2 separate regions of the Gossypium hirsutum genome follow, and region 2 is linked to region 1. The links are chromatin contacts, called in public Hi-C maps. All regions are on one chromosome and are shown on one strand. Each heading gives the region's core, a stretch centred on a gene start, on an enhancer-like site or on the middle of the called end of the contact. The rest is flanking DNA. Distances are from core to core; before and after follow the strand shown. Region 1 has its middle 21 kb from the start of LOC107888685. Region 2 holds the start of LOC107888678 (DEAD-box ATP-dependent RNA helicase 14).

Evidence for each region. A called contact is a pair of places that touch in the nucleus more often than the background predicts.
Region 2: a Hi-C map of leaf shows a contact between it and region 1, with 2.7 times the contacts expected there. The contact joins the promoter of LOC107888678 here to the enhancer-like site in region 1. A contact is called at or near these places in 7 of 34 Hi-C or Micro-C datasets (callus, hypocotyl and leaf).

Annotation. Positions count from the first base shown.
Region 1 is chrA09:8,743,725-8,748,363 of Gossypium_hirsutum_v2.1, forward strand. No RefSeq gene overlaps it. Among protein-coding and RNA genes, the nearest start is that of LOC107888685, 21 kb to the left of the region's middle. Within about 2 kb of position 2,502, at least 7 of the 9 cell types and tissues checked have an H3K27ac peak or open chromatin away from gene starts, as enhancers often do. A contact at or near this core is called in leaf, where this site is marked.
Region 2 is chrA09:8,983,103-8,987,741 of Gossypium_hirsutum_v2.1, forward strand. It overlaps LOC107888678 (DEAD-box ATP-dependent RNA helicase 14), which reads left to right and starts at 1,876. Exons shown (of 9, transcript XM_016812846.2): 1 at 1,876-2,086; 2 at 2,793-3,134; 3 at 3,434-3,589; 4 at 3,731-3,799; 5 at 4,339-4,608. The coding sequence starts at 2,817. LOC121206530 (a long non-coding RNA gene) reads left to right here. Exons shown (of 3, transcript XR_005901573.1): 3 at 885-1,351.

The DNA.
Region 1 (4,639 bases), core at 1,252-3,751:
AGTCTTCGTTACCGGAAGCTGTAGCGACTGCTCCAATAACTGTACTACCTTGGTAGTAATACAAGTTATTTTTCCTGATGCCCTTCAATATTACAAGTGCGCCAGATGTCACTTTCAAAATCCCATCTCTCATAGTAATAACTGAACCATTGGATTCCAAGGCTCCCAATGAGATGAGATTTTTCTTCAAACTGGGCACGTACCGAACATCAGTCAGAACTCTGGTTGATCCATCTTGATTCTTTAATTGGATTGAACCTATCCCAACAGTTTTACAGGCATTGTCATTGCCCATATAAACAACTCCTCCATTTAGTTCTACTAAATCAGAGAACCACTCCCGGTTAGGGGACATATGATAGGTACAACCTGAATCCAATATCCACTCATCTGAGTGGAACGACGATGATGATGCAACTAGTGATAGTTCAGAGTCACTGGTATCATGCTTTGCAACACAAGCATCTACAGCAGCTTTTCCCTTACTCTTCAGCTTTGGACAATTTTTCTTCCAGTGGCCTTTCTCATGACAAAAGGCACATTTATCTTTCCCGAGTCTGGACTTTGACTTTGATCTCCCCTTTTGAGTTTTCTTCCGAGTGTATGAACGACCTCGGACTACTAAAGCTTCTGTATCTCTGATTGAGTTTTTCTGTTTGTCCTTCTTTCTCTGTTCATAACTGTATAAGGCCGCACAGACTTCGTTCAGAGATATATCACTCCTGCCATGAAGTAGAGTAGTTTCTAGGAACTCAAACTCCTCAGGAAGTGACCCCAACAGCATCAAAGCCAAATCTTCATCTTTGAATGTCTCATCCATATTCAGCAAATCAGTGACTAACTGATTAAATTTGGTGATGTGATCATTCATTGTGGTACTTGGGACGTATGTGAAGCGAAACAGTCTTTTCTTCAAGTGAAGCTTATTTTGACTGTTTTTCTTCAAAAAATTTTCTTCAAGTGCCACCCACAACTTATTTGCAGAAGTCTCCTTTGAAAAAGCATACCTCTGCTCTCGAGAAAGGCATGATCGAATTGTGCCACATGCCAACCGATTGATCGCCTTCCAATCTTTCTCCTGTACATCATCTGGTTTCTCTTCATCAATGGCAATGTCTAGACCCTGCTGAAAAAGGGCATCTAGAACCTCACATTGCCACATACCAAAATGGCCCGTGCCATCAAAGATCTCCACGGCCAATCTTGCATTTGCAATTGTCGGTCTTGTCCACATGGACGATGTTGAAGCTCCTACACCGACCATTTTCTCCATAATCTTTCAATATACCTAAGGAAATCTTTTCTGATGTGGAAGATCAGTTTAAACTGCAACCACAGAGCATACTACGATTAACCTTCGACTCTTGATACCACTTGTTGTTCCAATAGGGTCGGAAGCGTGTAAATTATTGTACTAAAAAATCACACAAAGTTCAATTCCCAGGGAAGAGAGGTGGATCACATAGATCTCTTAAATATCAAGTCTTTCCTTAGACAAAATATCTCTTCTATAGTAATTTAATAGCATAATTAAATACTACTATTATACCCTCAAATATTGAAAGAAAAATAGGACAAGAAAGAACACAAGAGATTTAACGAGATTCGGTAAATTATACCTACGTCCTCGGGCACTAACACTAGATGATAACTTTACTATCTCCAAAGTATTACAAACAAATAGAATTCCTTAAGAATTCTCAAATGGGAGAAGAGAGAAAATTAAGAGAGAAAGATTAGTTGGGATGGTTGAAATGAGAAATGAAAAGGCCTATTTATAGTTGAGGTTTAGGAACTAACTTGCAAATGGCCTAAAAAATTAGGGACTAAAATTGCAATTATCCCATTCAACTTTTCAACATTCGGTGCAACTTGCTCAACCTTTTTAACAAGTTGCTTCCTACCTTTGTTGACTTTTCAACAAGTATGATGGAAAAAATAATTTTTCAGCCTTAGGAATCATAGTCAGAAATGAAGAAGAGTTAGTTATCTTATCCTGTTCAGAAACCCATCAAGGGGCCGCCTCTGCCTTTGTCGCTGAAGCAGTTGCATGCCGAAAAGCAGTCCGAATAGGAGTCGAAAATAAATGGCCGGCAGTTATAATCGAAGGCGATTCCCTCGCAATAATAAAAAAATGTAACTGCAAATGTCAAGACAGATCCATGATAGGAGCATATATATCGGATATTCAACAGATGACAAATAGATCTAAGAATTTTTTGTTTAAACATATACAAAGACCTGCAAACGTCCTTGCTTATAAAATCACAACAGAGACTCTAAAAAGGAGAGAGGAAGTGTACCTAGAAAGGAGAGTCCCGGAGTACGCTGAGAACCAAATGCAGCTTGAATGGGTGCGTGAAGCAGATTGAAGAATGGTTTTTCGGCGGAAAGTTTTTGAAAAAGGGAAGCTTAAAGAAATGACAACGTTTTGAGAGAACTAGCTTTCCTAAAAGAGTGAAATCGTCAACCGAGGGCAGGAGATAAAATGGACAGCTGACTGAACAAATTTCAGAGTTTATGATTGGGTGTTAGTTCGGTGCATTTATTGCTTTCTAAACTATTCTGAACCTATTTCTGAAATATCTAGATATTTTGAATTTTTGAATTTTGGGCCTATCTAATTTTTGGGCCGTTTCTTTTGGTTTTTGTTGGATTATTTCTTTTTTGGTTTTTTAGATTGTGTAAGCTGTTTCTTTATAGTTTTAATAAAAGCCCAATTGAAATTTAATTAAAAAAAACATTTTATTTGATTTGGATTAGATGCATAAAATATAAATAAAAATAATTAATTTAATTAAGCTTTAAATAATTTTTCACAAGAAAAAAAAAAGGAAGAAAAAATTGATTTAAGGGGCAGCATGAAGGAAGACTGTAAATCATGCAATTAGTGATTAATTATTTTCAATGGAGGATATGATAGAAAGCCAAATAATTTCCCATTGAGAAATTGGCTACCCATTCGTGATGAATTGGCTGGTATTTACAATGAGATGGTATTTAATATTTGTTATGTATTATTCTTATTTTTCATGAAACTATATTATTATATCTAATTATATAAAATGAACAAATTAAATGAAATATATTTTGAATGTTATAAAAAATAATGTTATAAAAATTTGGGTTATGCCTAGAATATGAAGTAGTTTACTCAAATAGTGCTTTTGAGACCAACGAAGTTTGAGAAACACAGCTTTAAAAGATCGCCTTTTTGAAATAATTTTAGCGTTCTCAATCGCCTACATATCTTTGTGTTTGAGAGGCTGAATTGTTATACGTCTTTAGAAAATCTAGATATATGAAACTTAGGTGGTGTGGAAAATCTATCTAACATGGTTATACAATTATCCAAGAAGTAATGAAATGTTGTATGATTTGGTGCTAATGCTAGACTATGTCACATTGGCTCTTCATTTTTTTAAAGTATTCATATTGGACACCCTTAGTTTTTTCATTCATATTTGGAAATCGGTACGGAGACACGATATACATGTATGCATGTCCCATATGAGTGAAAATTAAATACTTATATTCTATTATTTTGTTTAGAATATGCATGTCCCATACATCAAATTGTTAAAGAGTTTTTGTGAGAAATATTGAATGAGCTTTACAAATGCGTGGATGTATATATACCATGATATCTTAAGATATATGTTTGCTTATATTTGTTATACTGGTGATCTTTAAATGATGCTTATTATGATATATATTTATGGTTTTATGTCGATTGACATCTAAAATCAAAATAATAATAATAGACGGTAAAAACATGAAATTTTGTGGAGGAAGATAGTACCTTAGCAACAAAAGCTGTTCGGGATGATGAGCTGATGTTGATATTTTGTGAACTTTGCATGAATGAAGTCAATGCTGGTAATAGACCGACAACTCATTTAAACTCAAAAGGATGGGAAAATGTCATTGCTATTTTTCAAGCAAAAACACAAAAAAATTATAGAAAACCTCAATTGAAAAATAAGTGGGATACATTAAAAAAGGAATGGAGGTTAAGGAGGGAGTTGCTTAAGGAATCTACAGGTATAGGATGGTGTCCATCTAAAAGATGGTCGATGCTACCGAAGAATGGTGGGCTAAAAAAATATGGGTTAGTGTTAACTTTATCATTACTTTATTGCATAAAATTTATTGAAATTAATAATTTACAAATATAAAAATCTTAGTATAACATTTAACATGTTATGTAGAAAAATCCTGATTTTAAAGGATTTAAGAAGAAATGAATTGAACCACGATTGAATAAGTTAATGTGGCAAATTTTTGGTGGCATTGTAGCCATTGGAGAGAATGCAATTACACCTTCGTCTGTGTTCTTCCAAGCGAGGTTCCTATGGGAGATTATACACCTAATGAGGTATTTGGTGATTCAAATGAACATAGTAATGAAAATGAGAATAAAGGTATTCCTCCTAATGAGGTACCATCAAACCCTTCTCATAAAACTCCTAATTGAATAAAGCAAACACTTGGGGTTGTACACTGTAAAGGGAAAAAATCAAGTTCAAGTAGAAAATCATCAAGAAATACATTAACTACTCAGATTGAGAAATTGTGTTAGACTATGGCTAGTCCAAGGAAGTCAGTGAATGAAATTATTTTTCCTCACTCTCAATAT
Region 2 (4,639 bases), core at 626-3,125, 240 kb after region 1:
AAACAAAACTGAGAAGAGTTGGGAATATCAGTATCTTTTGTGGGAGAAAACAAAAATCCATATTGTAGGATTCACTTATATGCATCAATGTGTCAGACTTTATGAAACAATTTAAGACTAGTTTCCATTTCACAACAAAAGTAAAGAGGGGGCTTCCTTACCCAACTCTTCCCCGTATGCTTATGGTTAAATTTTTTGAATCTCTAGGTCAGTCTTGTATGCCCAACTGCTTTCTAGTAGTCGAATTTATATCTTTCAGATGCTATAACCTTGCATTGAGTAAAGTGGACAAAAGACTCACGGAACTAACACAAAGCTTGAACATTGGAGAAAAAGAGTTGCATTCAACTCCGTCCCAACAAAATAACACCATATAATAAGGGAAGCCTACAACTGATTAAAGTTATTTGTGCAAGGAATAGTCTTATGCTTTTATGAGTATATATGTTTGTATTATCATGATTGGGCTGTAATAGATGTGTTTGGAAATGCGATGAGATGTGCAGTAGGATTGGCCCAAAGATTTTTTCTTTTAACATCAGCATGATGGTTGGCATGGAATATCTTATGTATTTAAAGCTTCATATGTATAGTGCATGGTTTTCTTATCAAATAACTTGCAACTACAAGAATCCAAATTTGTGGGTTATTTAGCATGTCTATCATTTTTGGAGCATTTAGGATCACGATCATTTATGGTAGAGCAAATGTTGATCTTAACAACCATTTTTATTAGAACTATGTTACTTGGACTCGAAGTCCGATGTAGGTATGTTAATTTTTCTCTGTTTTTCCATGTATTTGAAAGATTTTTGGAGGGTTGTATCTCCGTATCCATATTTGAATATGTTCTGGACATGTCCGTCCGCTTTGCTTGTTTGCAGGTAATTCTACGGTGGGGGTTTCAAAGAGGAACCAGTGTTCTACCATATAGCCTAAAACCCGACAGGATAAAGTAAAATATTGACATATTTAACTGGTCTCTGTCAGATGATGAGTGGAACCGCTTGAATCGGATTGAACCATAGGTATGTTTATATGGAGATGGTCCTTTGAACAATCTCTCCGATCGAGGCTTCATGTTTGGTAGTGGTCCTCTTCAAGCTGTTCGAGAAATGGAAGATGACGCTGAATTCAATGCCTAATATGTTGTGAGCATGTTGTTTTAAGGATAATGTCCCGATTTTGCATTCAATCATGTCATTGCTCGGTTATAATATTTGCTGTTGCGTCGCCATCATTAGCATAGCTTTGAGTTTGTTGACGATGGATAGAAAGTCAAAGAGAAGAACATTGTAATTGATATGTAGTTGCAGGTTTTACTTTTTATATGAACAAATGGTGTTTCATATATATGTGTGCAAACGTGTTTTGTTTGTAAAACATCATTTGTGCTCTTCTTTTTAGCTTTATATAGTCAAACAAATGGTTTTCTTTCTGATTTTCTGTTCCTCTTTATAAAGTTACATTTGTTGGAGTTTTTGTACACTTTATCTGGATGAAGTATGAAGCTTTATCTAAATCTAGAGCAATAATGCAATAAATTCGGATGAAAAATGAACAATGCAATAATTGAGTATTATTATATATTTAATTTGATTTATTTATTTATAAATAACTCATTGCAATATATGTAAAAACAATTTAAAATAAATTTTCAAAAAATTTATCAAATAACAAAAAATATTTTACATAAATTCATCTAACAAATAAATTATTTTTTAAAAATTATTTTCTGTAAAATATTTTAGTGGAGCCTTAATTTCTCCCGATTTAATTTTAAAAAGAGGATAAAAAGAAGAACAGCTGTCCAAAAGCGCGTACTTTCGGGATATTTTGGTTCATTTTAATTTAATAATAAATCCAAATTAAAATAAAAATTAGAATTAAAAAGCCTATAAATTTTCTCCTTCTATCAACAGCCTATTTTGAATTTCTCTCTACCTTTGTTTACGGAAACGCAGCGAAGAGAGAGAACGCAGAGCTAAGGAAAACCCTAAAAATAGCAGAAAAATTATAGTTCTTTTTAATTTCGATATTCAAAACATCAACTGTTCCTTCAGCTTCCTCGAAACGATAGCGTCAGGTACTTAGGTTTCCGTAAATTATATTTGAGTTTTTCATATCTGAAATTTGTTTTTATATTTTTAGATGCCAATCTCAATCCCCTCTAATATTTGATAAAAGAGGTGAGAGTTTAGGGTTCTAACTTCTGATTACCCCTTTTCAGATTTCCTTTTGATAAATTGCATTTGGCTTAAACTGGGATAACGGTTTTGATTTTTTATTAATATAGTATATGATGAGGAAAAGTGGGGTTTTTCCGTGTTGATTTTGAATCTGGCATCTGATTGAATGTGAAGCACGTAGGTTTTGGGAGTTATTTCTTCTTATTCGTTAAGCACGTAGGTGTTGGGAGTTATTTCTTCTTATTCGTTATTATTGTTGGAGTTATTAGGTCAGCTTTAGTCAGAGTCTGCATAAGCACGATTAAGCATGTAGTTGTTGGATTTGATTGAATGTGAAACTTTTGACTGTTGGAGTTATTATTGTACTAGTTATATTGCCATCCGTGAGTTCCGAGGTTAGCTTAAACCTGGGAATGCATGGTTAAAGTACAAATGCAAGAGGTAAAAGGAAAAGTAATGATTTATTATAAATGAAAAATTGATTAAAATGGAAGTTCAGGTCATGGTTTTGGTTATCCAAGCGATTTACCTTTTGAGTTTGTAGTTATGATTTCTTTTATTAGTTTCTCATTTTTTCCTTTTTGGAGTTTTTGGTGCTTGTAGATTTTTATTGTTGCTTTTCTTGCAATGGCTGCTACTGCAACTGCTTCTTTTGCGGGCCCAACATTTGCTCCGCCAGATCCCACTCTTCCCAAACCATGGAAAGGCCTAGTTGATGGTAAAACTGGTTATCTCTACTTTTGGAATCCAATAACCAATGTCACCCAATATGAGAGGCCCACAATTGTAGATTCTGTCCCGAAGTCTTCCCCAGTGCGTTCTTCAATTCAGATTCAGCAATATTCTGAAGTGCGGTATGGGTATAATCCTGACAAGGAAAATGATCGTTATGGAAGAGGCAACAATGATGCATCAAAACCTGAGCCAGTATCAAGGTTTAACCAGGTATTTTTTCTACTTCTTTACTCTAAATCTTGCACTTGATTTATTTGGTTTTTCTTGTTGGTCTTAGTTGAAATTGAAAATTAGTACATTTGTCTTAACTTTGAGTAATGAAGTAAGTCCCTTTTCTTTCTAGTGTCTAAAATTTTCAATTTGTCGCATTTGATTTTGAATTGGTTCTTGTTAAACCGTCAAACTTCTAGAAGCTTGGGTTTTCAAAAATTAAAAGTGTTAACTTATAGATAGTTATATATGTCTGTTCTGCTAACTAGGATTAATTTGATGTTCATAATTTGCAATAGAATGCAAGTGGTGGACCTATTCTTTCCCATAATACACCTAATGGGACTCACGGCTCTGTGGTTGGAGGATCTTCTGCTGGGAGACATGGATTAGTGGCTGAGGGAAGTAATTTGTCTGGTGATGCTTATCGCCATCAGCATGAGATAACTGTAACTGTGAGTATGATTGTTACGATATTTTATTACCCATCTTAGTTTTCTATGTTTAGTCAGGGACTTTGGCTTCTGAAAATATCATATTGCTGGGTAACTGATTATGTTTCATGGATCAAATTTTATTCCTTAAATTTTTGTCAGGGAGATGAAGTGCCTTCACCCTTTTCATCATTTGAAGCTACTGGCTTTTCTTCTGAGATACTTAGAGAGGTATACTATTCTTCTCCTATATCCTTTTGGTCTTTATAACATTGGTGGATTTTGAAGTCAAATATTGTAAGTTAAATCTAAGAATGCAAGTTGAATGCTTCTCGTGTAAAGTTCTGTGATTGCTTGAGGTCCCAGTTGAGTGTCAAACTCATGTAATTCTTTTGCCATCTTTACTCTTTGTCGCAGGTGCGATGTTTGCTCCTTGGAGGAGCTAATGTCGTACGCTGTGGTAGCCTCTTTGGGGGCCTTGTTTGTAATTTGAGCTGCCCTTACATGGTGGACCAATTTTTGGAAGGCTTTCTGAATGATCTTCGTTCGGAGCTGGGATTGCTGTTGCTGATAATTCAGTCTGTCACTCGTTCCGAACGGAAAAGGGGCCTCCTGTTCCTGCTTGCTTGAGCAAGCATTGGCTGCCTGCATAGGGGGATGATGCTTCTTCTGGCATAAATCACTCCTGTATGACAAACCAACCAAGTCTTGAAGGTGGTACATCTGCTGACAGAGGATCCTGATTTTTTCTTTCTATTGCTTTTAAACAGGTACACAGTGCTGGGTTTTCTGCTCCGACCCCAATCCAGGCTCAGTCGTGGCCAATTGCATTGCAAGGTAGAGACATTGTGGCCATTGCTAAAACGGGTTCTGGGAAAACTTTGGGTTACCTAATTCCTGGATTTATGCATCTCAAGCAATGCCGTAAAGATCCTCGAATGGGTCCAACTGTGTTAGTATTGTCACCAACGAGGGAGTTGGCTACTCAGATACTAGATGAAGCTCTCAAGTTTGGGAAATCCTCAAGAATTAGTTGCACGGTATGTTACCATTTTTTGAGTCAAGATTTCA